2 separate regions of the Mus musculus genome follow, and region 1 is linked to region 2. A link is a contact called in public Micro-C data. All regions are on one chromosome and are shown on one strand. Each heading gives the region's core, a stretch centred on a gene start, on an enhancer-like site or on the middle of the called end of the contact. The rest is flanking DNA. Distances are from core to core; before and after follow the strand shown.

Region 1 (4,243 bases), core at 486-2,985, 180 kb before region 2:
CAGCACACGGAGAGTTTCTAGAACGGTCGGCCAGAGAAGTCCCCCTCTTCCCATCTCAGGTAAAAATGTCCCTCTGTGCCGTGGGTTCTGGGTTTCAGCTCCAATTCAGTCCATCCATTTAACACCAGACTCCCTGAATGCTGAGAGTTTGTTTGAGGCACATCGTGAGCAGGACTGAGTAGACCACTTCAGGGAAATTCTCTGTTACTATCATTCTAACAGCCTGCCTCTGTCTCCCACCAAAGTTCTCAGGACTACGGTCTGGGGCTGGCTGTTGCTCCTCTTCTCGGGTCTCCCACCTTCTCCACACAACACACAGCAAACTAAGACTCTGACTCCCCCTTGGGGTGGCCACATAGCTTAGAAAGCCAGACTCGTGGGTCTCCTTTCAGCCAGCCTGGTCTCACTCTGGTCACAAGGGACTCTCTAATCTGTCTCCTCCAGCAGCAACGACAGGAATGTAGGGCTTTCCAAAGAAATCTTTAAAACCCAGGTAGTTTTATTTATTTATTTCTTTTTATTTATTTTTTAACTCTCGTCTCAATGCTAGAAAAAAAGTTGGAGAAAGAGGGAATTCGAGGTGTCACCCAGAGCTGGAGCTATCTCACTCCTGCACGAGCGATGGAGGAGAAAGGAGCCTAAGTTCATCACACTAGGTGGCCCAACAGCCACTTGACCCCTGGCCTCAGTGTAGGAACCTGTAGCAATGGGCTTGACCTCTTATCTTGGCTGTGAACATCACCACTAGGGAGAGGCAGAGGCTTGCAGAAACCCCAACTTGCTTTCTGGTAGCGCAAAGACCAGGCTGAAGTAAAGCGGGGGAGTGAGGGAGGGTTAGAAATACTTGACCAGAGGGCTAGAAGGGCAATGTCAGAGTAGGTTTAACCCTGCCGCTGGCCGGCTCCAGAGGGCTCACTCTGGCCTTGCTCCGGGGTGAAGGTAGTGGGGGTGAGCTCCCTCTTTGCCATCTTAGTCGCTTAACTGGTGTCCCGGCGTTGGTGACGCGAAGCTTCGAGGCGGGGGGTGGGGAGGAGGGAGAGGAAGAGGCAAAGAGAAGTCCTGCCGTCCCCCAACCGGGCGCCCAGGCGTGGAAACGTGGGCGGCGGCGAGCGGCTGGCCTCCCTCCCCGCCCTCCCCGCGCGGCGCTCCCGCGTGTGCGGCTGTGTGAGTGCGTGTGTCTCCCTCTCTCCTATCGCACACGCTCCGGCACTAGTGCAGGCGGTTCCCGGCTCCGCTCACTCGCTCCGGTCGCTGCGCTCCCGCCTAGCCGCCGCCGCCGCTGCAGTCGCAGCCCGGCATGGTGAGTGACTGAGGTGCAGCCGCCGCGCACCCCGGCTGCCCGCCGGACCCCAGCCTCAGTCGGCAGCACCGTCCCCGGGCTCGGCGGCCCGGTGGCTTCCCCAGGGGTTCTCCACGCGTCCTCGGGCCACTGTCCCAGTCGGGACGCACTCCTCGAGGGCTGAGCGCTCCTTCTCCGCCCGGCTGCTCGCCGCTCTCCGCACCCCGTGACCGCTGCCCCGTCTCGTCCCGCAGGACCTGCCCGGACGGGACCACGCCGCCGCTGCCGCCGCCTCCGGGAGCCGCGCTTCGGGGCCGGCCTGAGCCGAGTCGCGCGGAGCCGCCGCTGCCGCGGGCGGGGGATGGGGCTGCCCGCTAGGCGCGCGGAGCCCGCAGGGGGAGCGCGGAGCCGGCGCGCAGCCTGAGAGCCCCGCGCAGCCCGCGCCCCGCCGCTCCGTGCGCTCCCGCCGCCGCCCGCGCCTCGATGGCGCCATCTCCCCGCCGCTGACCGGTCCGTCTCGCCTTTCCAGCCCGCCCGGCCGCCCTCGGAGCCCGGCCAGCCGCCGGGGCAGCGGCCTGCAGCCCGCGTCCGCCCGCGCCCTCCCGCCCGGCCCCGCCATGGCGCTGCGCCGCCTCCTGCTGCCGCCTCTGCTGCTGTCGCTGCTGCTGTCGCTCGCGTCCCTGCACCTGCCGCCCGGCGCAGACGCCGCCCGCGGCCGCTCCGGGAACCGGACCCTGAACGCGGGAGCCGTCGGAGGTCGGCGTGCTGGGGGCGCCCTGGCCCGAGGCGGCCGCGAACTAAACAGCACCGCCCGAGCGTCCGGCGTCCCGGAGGCGGGCAGCCGGCGGGGACAGTCCGCAGCAGCGGCAGCGGCGGCGGCGGCGGCGGCCAGCGCGACTGTTACTTACGAGACGTGCTGGGGCTACTACGACGTGAGCGGCCAGTACGACAAGGAGTTCGAGTGCAACAACAGCGAGAGCGGCTACCTGTACTGCTGCGGCACCTGCTACTATCGCTTCTGCTGCAAGAAGCGCCACGAGAAGCTGGACCAGCGCCAGTGCACCAACTACCAAAGCCCCGTATGGGTGCAGACGCCCAGCACCAAGGTAGTGTCGCCGGGGCCCGAGAACAAGTACGACCCGGAGAAGGACAAGACCAACTTCACCGTCTACATCACTTGCGGGGTGATCGCCTTCGTCATCGTGGCGGGCGTCTTCGCCAAGGTCTCCTATGACAAGGCCCACCGCCCTCCGCGAGAGATGAACATCCACAGGTGAGAGGCGCTACTGGGTGCCTGCCTTGGGTTCCCAGGCCTCGCGCCCCCCTTAACGGGCCTGGCCCTGTCCTCTTCGCGCGTACTACCTCTCCCCTTCTAAGTCACTTCCACAGTCGCTTCCTTTAGGAGCAGTAGGCTCTCCCGCATTCCGTAGGAAGCAGCTAGGTGTGCTTTTGGTTTTAGAAAGAATGGCAACACAAAGTACCAGTCTACGGAGTTCCTGATGTTCAAGGATAAGAATCTCACCAATAATCCCCAGGCTGTATTTCATGGTTCGTGGACACTTTACTATGGGCTGTACCATGCTTAGGTTTTTTGTTTTGTTTTTTTGTTTTTGAATTTATTTTAAAAACTGGCGTGCCACTTTAATATAAAGAGCAGAGCAGTGTGGGCACCTCACTGAAAAGAACAGCAAGCGGGTTAGTGTGAGCTGGGGGTGTTCCCAGGTGTTAAGTGCAGGATGGTATGGAAAGGGCAATTGCCTCTGCCTGGAAGAATGTTCCCCATTGCGTGTTGACAGAGCACAGAGGGTAGGTCTCCCAGTGGGGTGCTTGTCTTTCCTGATGAGACTGGAGGACTTCTCCCAAGGCAGACCTCCCTGAGTTCATGCTTCTGTAATGTTCAGGCCATCTTGTACTGCACACATGGTAAAGACAGTGTCTACTGTCCCCTTCCAAAATGTGTAACAGGAGTTGAAAACCTGATAGTCACAGTCCCACTCTGATTTCCTCCCACCCGTGTCTCTGGCTCCCCAGGGAGATCATTGGAAAGTCAAAGCCAAAGGGACAACAGGAGCCCAGCCTCTCCTTTCGGAACTGCACAGGCAGAGGATGCGAAATCAGCTGTGCTTCCAGCGTCCCCATGAAGATGAATGGTTGGATGTGGTTCCAATGAAAAGCCCTGCCCCAGGAAACACTTCCATTTCTGGCACACAGAGTGGGCACTGCCCTAGTTCCCAGGCCCAGCCCCCAGCCCACTGCTTGTGAGTTGACCCACCAAGGCTGGCCTGGTCCCTCCACCTTTTAGCTCATATCTGCACATTGCTTATTATCTCCGTGGCTTAAACCTCCTCCTGTCACTGCTCTGAACATTAATCACCCCTACCTTGCTGAAAAGAGGAAGGCAGGCAGAAATTTCTAGGCATGCTGGAAGAGCTGATTCTGCCTGCCTCTCCCACCCTGATCTGGTGGGTGTTGAGAGGAGATGTCAAGGACTAGACTTGGATGCACTCTAGAGGGAACATCCCTTCTTAACCCTTCATTACCTGACCTTGCCACCACAGTCTTCCTGTAGCTATTCCCAGCATGGGCTTACTCAGCATCCCTTTGAACTGGACTAGGCTTGTGAGCAACAGTCTGTGGTCTCCATGCCTTGCTATGTAGAAGATGGGCACTGTGAACAAACTAAGAGCAAGACACCACTTTTTAGGAGTTTGTTTGGTCTGGCAGTGAATTCTCGCTTGGCTCAGTTTGCAAAGCAAAGAATGGCTTAGAGGCAGGTGCCTTTCTGAAACAGATGTGCATTGTTTCTCGTGTGTTACCTCTGACCCAGGACTCGGGGACTCATCTCCTCTTTCCTGTCTCGACTCAGTAAGCCCACGTTGGCTCTCACCACTTTCTAGTTGATTCTCACGAACATCTCTTGGGGTTTCTCCCTGCCTCCTCCACTCCTCCCCTTCTCCTCCCCCA
Region 2 (3,947 bases), core at 18-2,517:
ACCTCACTTGCCTTTCTGATCTTTTTTTTTCTGGAGAGAGCAGTGGTTGTAACTATCCTCTCAAGAGAGAAATTAGATGTGGGTTCATGTGAATAAGAATAAAACAGAAGGTCACTAAATGTTGGGGAACCCTGAGTGTCAGGGTAACTGGGGGGTCTCTGTGTGGTTGCTTCTGTGAGATGATGGGTTGTGTTTGGTTGAAGAACTGTTCTGGGGACCACTTTCCAATAACATACAGGTAAAATTACAGAGGCCCTGAATTCCAGAAACACCCCCTGGCTTAGGTACCACTGATACTTCACCCAGATGGACCAGCATTATGATTGAGCAAGCTGATAACCATATCTTCAGCTAGTTTCTTCTCCTTGATCCAAGGGTACTGAGTCGAAAGGATTCTAGGGAGTTGGAAGCAAAGCAATGAACAGCCAGACACACATTGTTTCACTTGGCCCTACTTATAAAAGTAGGGCACACTGATAAACTGAACTCTTATAACCGTGCCAAGCGATGACATGGAATTATGGTCTGTGAACACTCACCAATCCATCCATCCATTAGGTCCAGGATTCTCCAACCATCTAATCTTCCAGGCTAGATCTGTGAATAGTTTTGGAGTTCATGGAGGTCAAAGGATGACTCCTGGACCTTGCCATAAAGTATCAACCATGAACACATTAGAAAATTTCAGATAAACTAAATGACAAAAATATAGGGAATGGTCTACCTAATCTACACTTGTACAAGTAATATGCACTGATTTTGATATATGAGCCTGATCTTAGACGTGCCATCCAAGACATGCCTTGGAAGATCCTAAACACTGACAGGTACCAAATTCACCCCAATGAGTCTCTCCTACTCTCTTTCTTTATAATTCTCTGCTTTCCATATCTTTTAAAACACTGCTAGAGTTACTTTGCTGCTTTTGTTTCTTGACTTTTCAAAATCACCTTTAATTTACTGATGACAACATAGGCATCCAAAGGCTGGCTGAAGAGCCTCTTCATTTTGCAAGGACATCACCTGCATCTTAACTATGACTTTATCAAGTATCAAAGATTGCCTCAGAATTTTGTTCACTGTATGTATACCCCACAGGTGAGTTCAAATGGTCTCTAAGATCCCCAGGATACAGTGACTTAAGAAAAAGCAAGCTCCAAGACACTGCCTGGCCCTTCCGTTTTCTCTAATTAATGAATGCCAACCAAGCTATGCTTTGCTTTTGGCAAGGGAACATTATTTTGCTTCAGCTTCCTTTTCCCTCAAGGATATTTGAAGAAGATAAGAAAAAGAGTGTGTATCTGCGGCTGCTGCTTATTAACAGCAAGTCGTTGTGTAAGAAATGAGCTTTGAAGATCTTCAGTGCTGAGCTTAAGTATCATTTCCACTTCATCAGTTCTGAGGCCTTGGGAAAAATGATTTTAAGTCTCCAAATTTTATTTTTTTCCATCTTTAATAAGGAACAAATAATAAGACATGGGCTGTAATGAAAGTTATATGACCTATGAGAGCGAAGTGTCTAGTTCAATTATTAACATGTTGTAGGTGTTAAAGTAACAGCTGACTTCTTACTATAGAGAATAGGCTGGTCTGGGCTCCTTGAGAGAATAGATATAGAGAAGCCACGAGATAAAGATGGAATTTGTCCTTCAAAGACCACAGTTATTTCACAGTATGAGATACAAAATATGATTTCCTTTTTAAAATGAATCAAGCTTTGGTTTTAATTTTTGAGATAAAGCATGAGTGATATTAAAGAAAGCTGAGACTTCTACTAACGTGCTTTTTGCCTTGATCTCTCTCTATTTCCTCCTTAATCATCATCCTGGGCCCTAGGTATTGTTTGTGTTCCCTTGGGCACAGTTCAGGATCAATCCTGAAACACTAAATAGCAGGATTGTGGCCAGTGTGTCAGTATAGTGAATAGGCAGATGATGGCGTAGGAAAAGTCACTTTCCAGCAAGTAGAGAAAGGATTACAATGTAGGGAGGAACCATCTACTAGAAGGGTCATAAATGGGACAATAGGGAATAAAGAGAGGTCAACTGGTCCTTATCTTCTTTCTAATGATGGGACAGACTATAGTGTATGATTCATAGCCACCTGGCTCTCCACAGGCAAAAGCCTGAAGATAGACACTCGGTGCATTTTTAAACAACCGAGTAAAAGAGACAATAAAAATGGAGGAGAAATGAGAAAAACGGGAGGGTAATTCAGAAGAGGGAGATATATACAGAAGGTAGGAGGAGGGTAAAATAACAATAAGCATGCCTGACAAAGTCATAATGTATCAGATTATTAATTACATCCCTAAAATACCTATAATTTGTGTAAGTCTGTATATATAATATACACACATAGTTTAAATGAAAATTCCCTATTTAGGATGACAGTGCTCCACCAAGAGCTATATATTATCTAAGAAAAACCCCAATACTAGGCAATGAGAGGCCTTCTTTTGCATCCTTTTTCAGGGTTGTACAAGATACTCCCAAAACATTATAGGCTATAGCTATTGCCTTTGGTTGCTCCTTCCCCCCATCCCCAGAAGTGGGAGTTAAGTCCCTATTAGTGAATACAAACATGCACTTCAGACACAGGGTCCTGAGTCCCCTGAACTGGAGCTTACCTAAAGCTTTCCTGGCATCAGGGGCTTCATGAAAGATTCCAGAGGAGGGAAGCAGCAGACTGCTTAGCTATAATTCTTACAAATTACAACAACTGGGAAGACACCATAACCCTAGGGTGAAGTAGTGGTACACATACCTTGACAGTAACCAACAGCTCTCTAATTTGACTTAGTTTTCATTCAGAACAAAGGAAATTATACCTCATACTAGAAACCTATCCAACTACACAGGGCTAGTGAAGTCATGGAGCTTAGAGGTGAACTGAACACCATCTCTTTACTAAAACAGCACAATCCCTAACAACAAATTATACACATTTATTATTATACTCACAGACAAGCATAGTCCTCACTCCTCAACAAGAAAACATCTGTTCATCTGTTCACAATATATGCGTGTGTGTTTGTGTGTGTGTATGTATGTGTGTGTGTGTATATATATATATATATATACATATATATATACATATATATATATATATATATATATATATATATATATATATATCCTAAGGCTGGGGGACAATTGAGGAAGTGAGGAGAGAAACAATGTAAGACTGAGAGAAATAGTAATTTTGTTGTCAGAATTTGTCTTTTAGCATGTAAGAGAAATTATACTTATGAAGTCTTATTAATATGACTGCCCAAAATAAGACAAAGACAACACCAATAAAACATGTTACTGTGGAGTGGGGTGAAGGGGAACTCTTATGAGGCCTCAATCCTAGACAAAGAGCTACAGGCAGCTAAGGAATGCTGAGAGCATGAAAAATAGTCTTCCCTGGAGATGAGCACACCCATTGGTTGTCCAATACCAAATAGCCCAGAAAACATATATAGATAAGTAAACATTATACAGCCTGAGCATATTATATTGATATCCTTAAGAATATATCTGTACATAGATACATATGTTAGGTACATATGTGTGTGTGTGTGTGTGTGTGTGTGTGAATTCATACATACAGTCTATGTAACAGTTAAAGAAAAAAAGCCATGAATTTGAATGAGAGTAAGCGGGCGTCCATGAGGAAGGGGGAATTAATGTAGTCACGTATAATCTCAAAAACTAAACGAATTATTTTTAAGAGGACAGAGCGAATGAATGATGTCATTCTGATCACACCTCTCAGACCATCAGCTCCTTCAAAGTGCTCCATTCTGTACCTGCCATTGTCAACCATGCCAGTCCATTGACTTGTTTCAGTAGCGATTCCTTGGAGCTATAAGTCACAGATCATCTTGATACAGCTACCAAGATTTTACCTGACTCACAAACCAAGAAGCCTGTGCTGGTCTTTCAGCACTGCTTGATGGC

What was found. A called contact is a pair of places that touch in the nucleus more often than the background predicts.
Region 1: a contact with region 2 is called in a Micro-C map of granulosa cells, with 2.1 times the contacts expected there. The contact joins the promoter of Shisa6 here to the enhancer-like site in region 2. A contact is called at or near these places in 2 of 484 Hi-C or Micro-C datasets (granulosa cells and ventricular fibroblasts), 1 of 115 datasets of contacts at active chromatin or transcription factors (embryonic fibroblasts) and 1 of 9 other capture datasets (liver).

Annotation. Positions count from the first base shown.
Region 1 is chr11:66,523,618-66,527,860 of GRCm38.p6, reverse strand. It overlaps Shisa6 (shisa family member 6), which reads left to right and starts at 1,735. Exons shown (of 5, transcript NM_001034874.3): 1 at 1,735-2,552. The coding sequence starts at 1,897.
Region 2 is chr11:66,345,966-66,349,912 of GRCm38.p6, reverse strand. All of the region lies in intron 2 of Shisa6 (shisa family member 6), which reads left to right. Among named protein-coding and RNA genes, the nearest start is that of Gm45945, 74 kb to the right of the region's middle. Within about 2 kb of position 1,267, at least 1 of the 459 cell types and tissues checked has an H3K27ac peak or open chromatin away from gene starts, as enhancers often do. A contact at or near this core is called in granulosa cells, where this site is marked.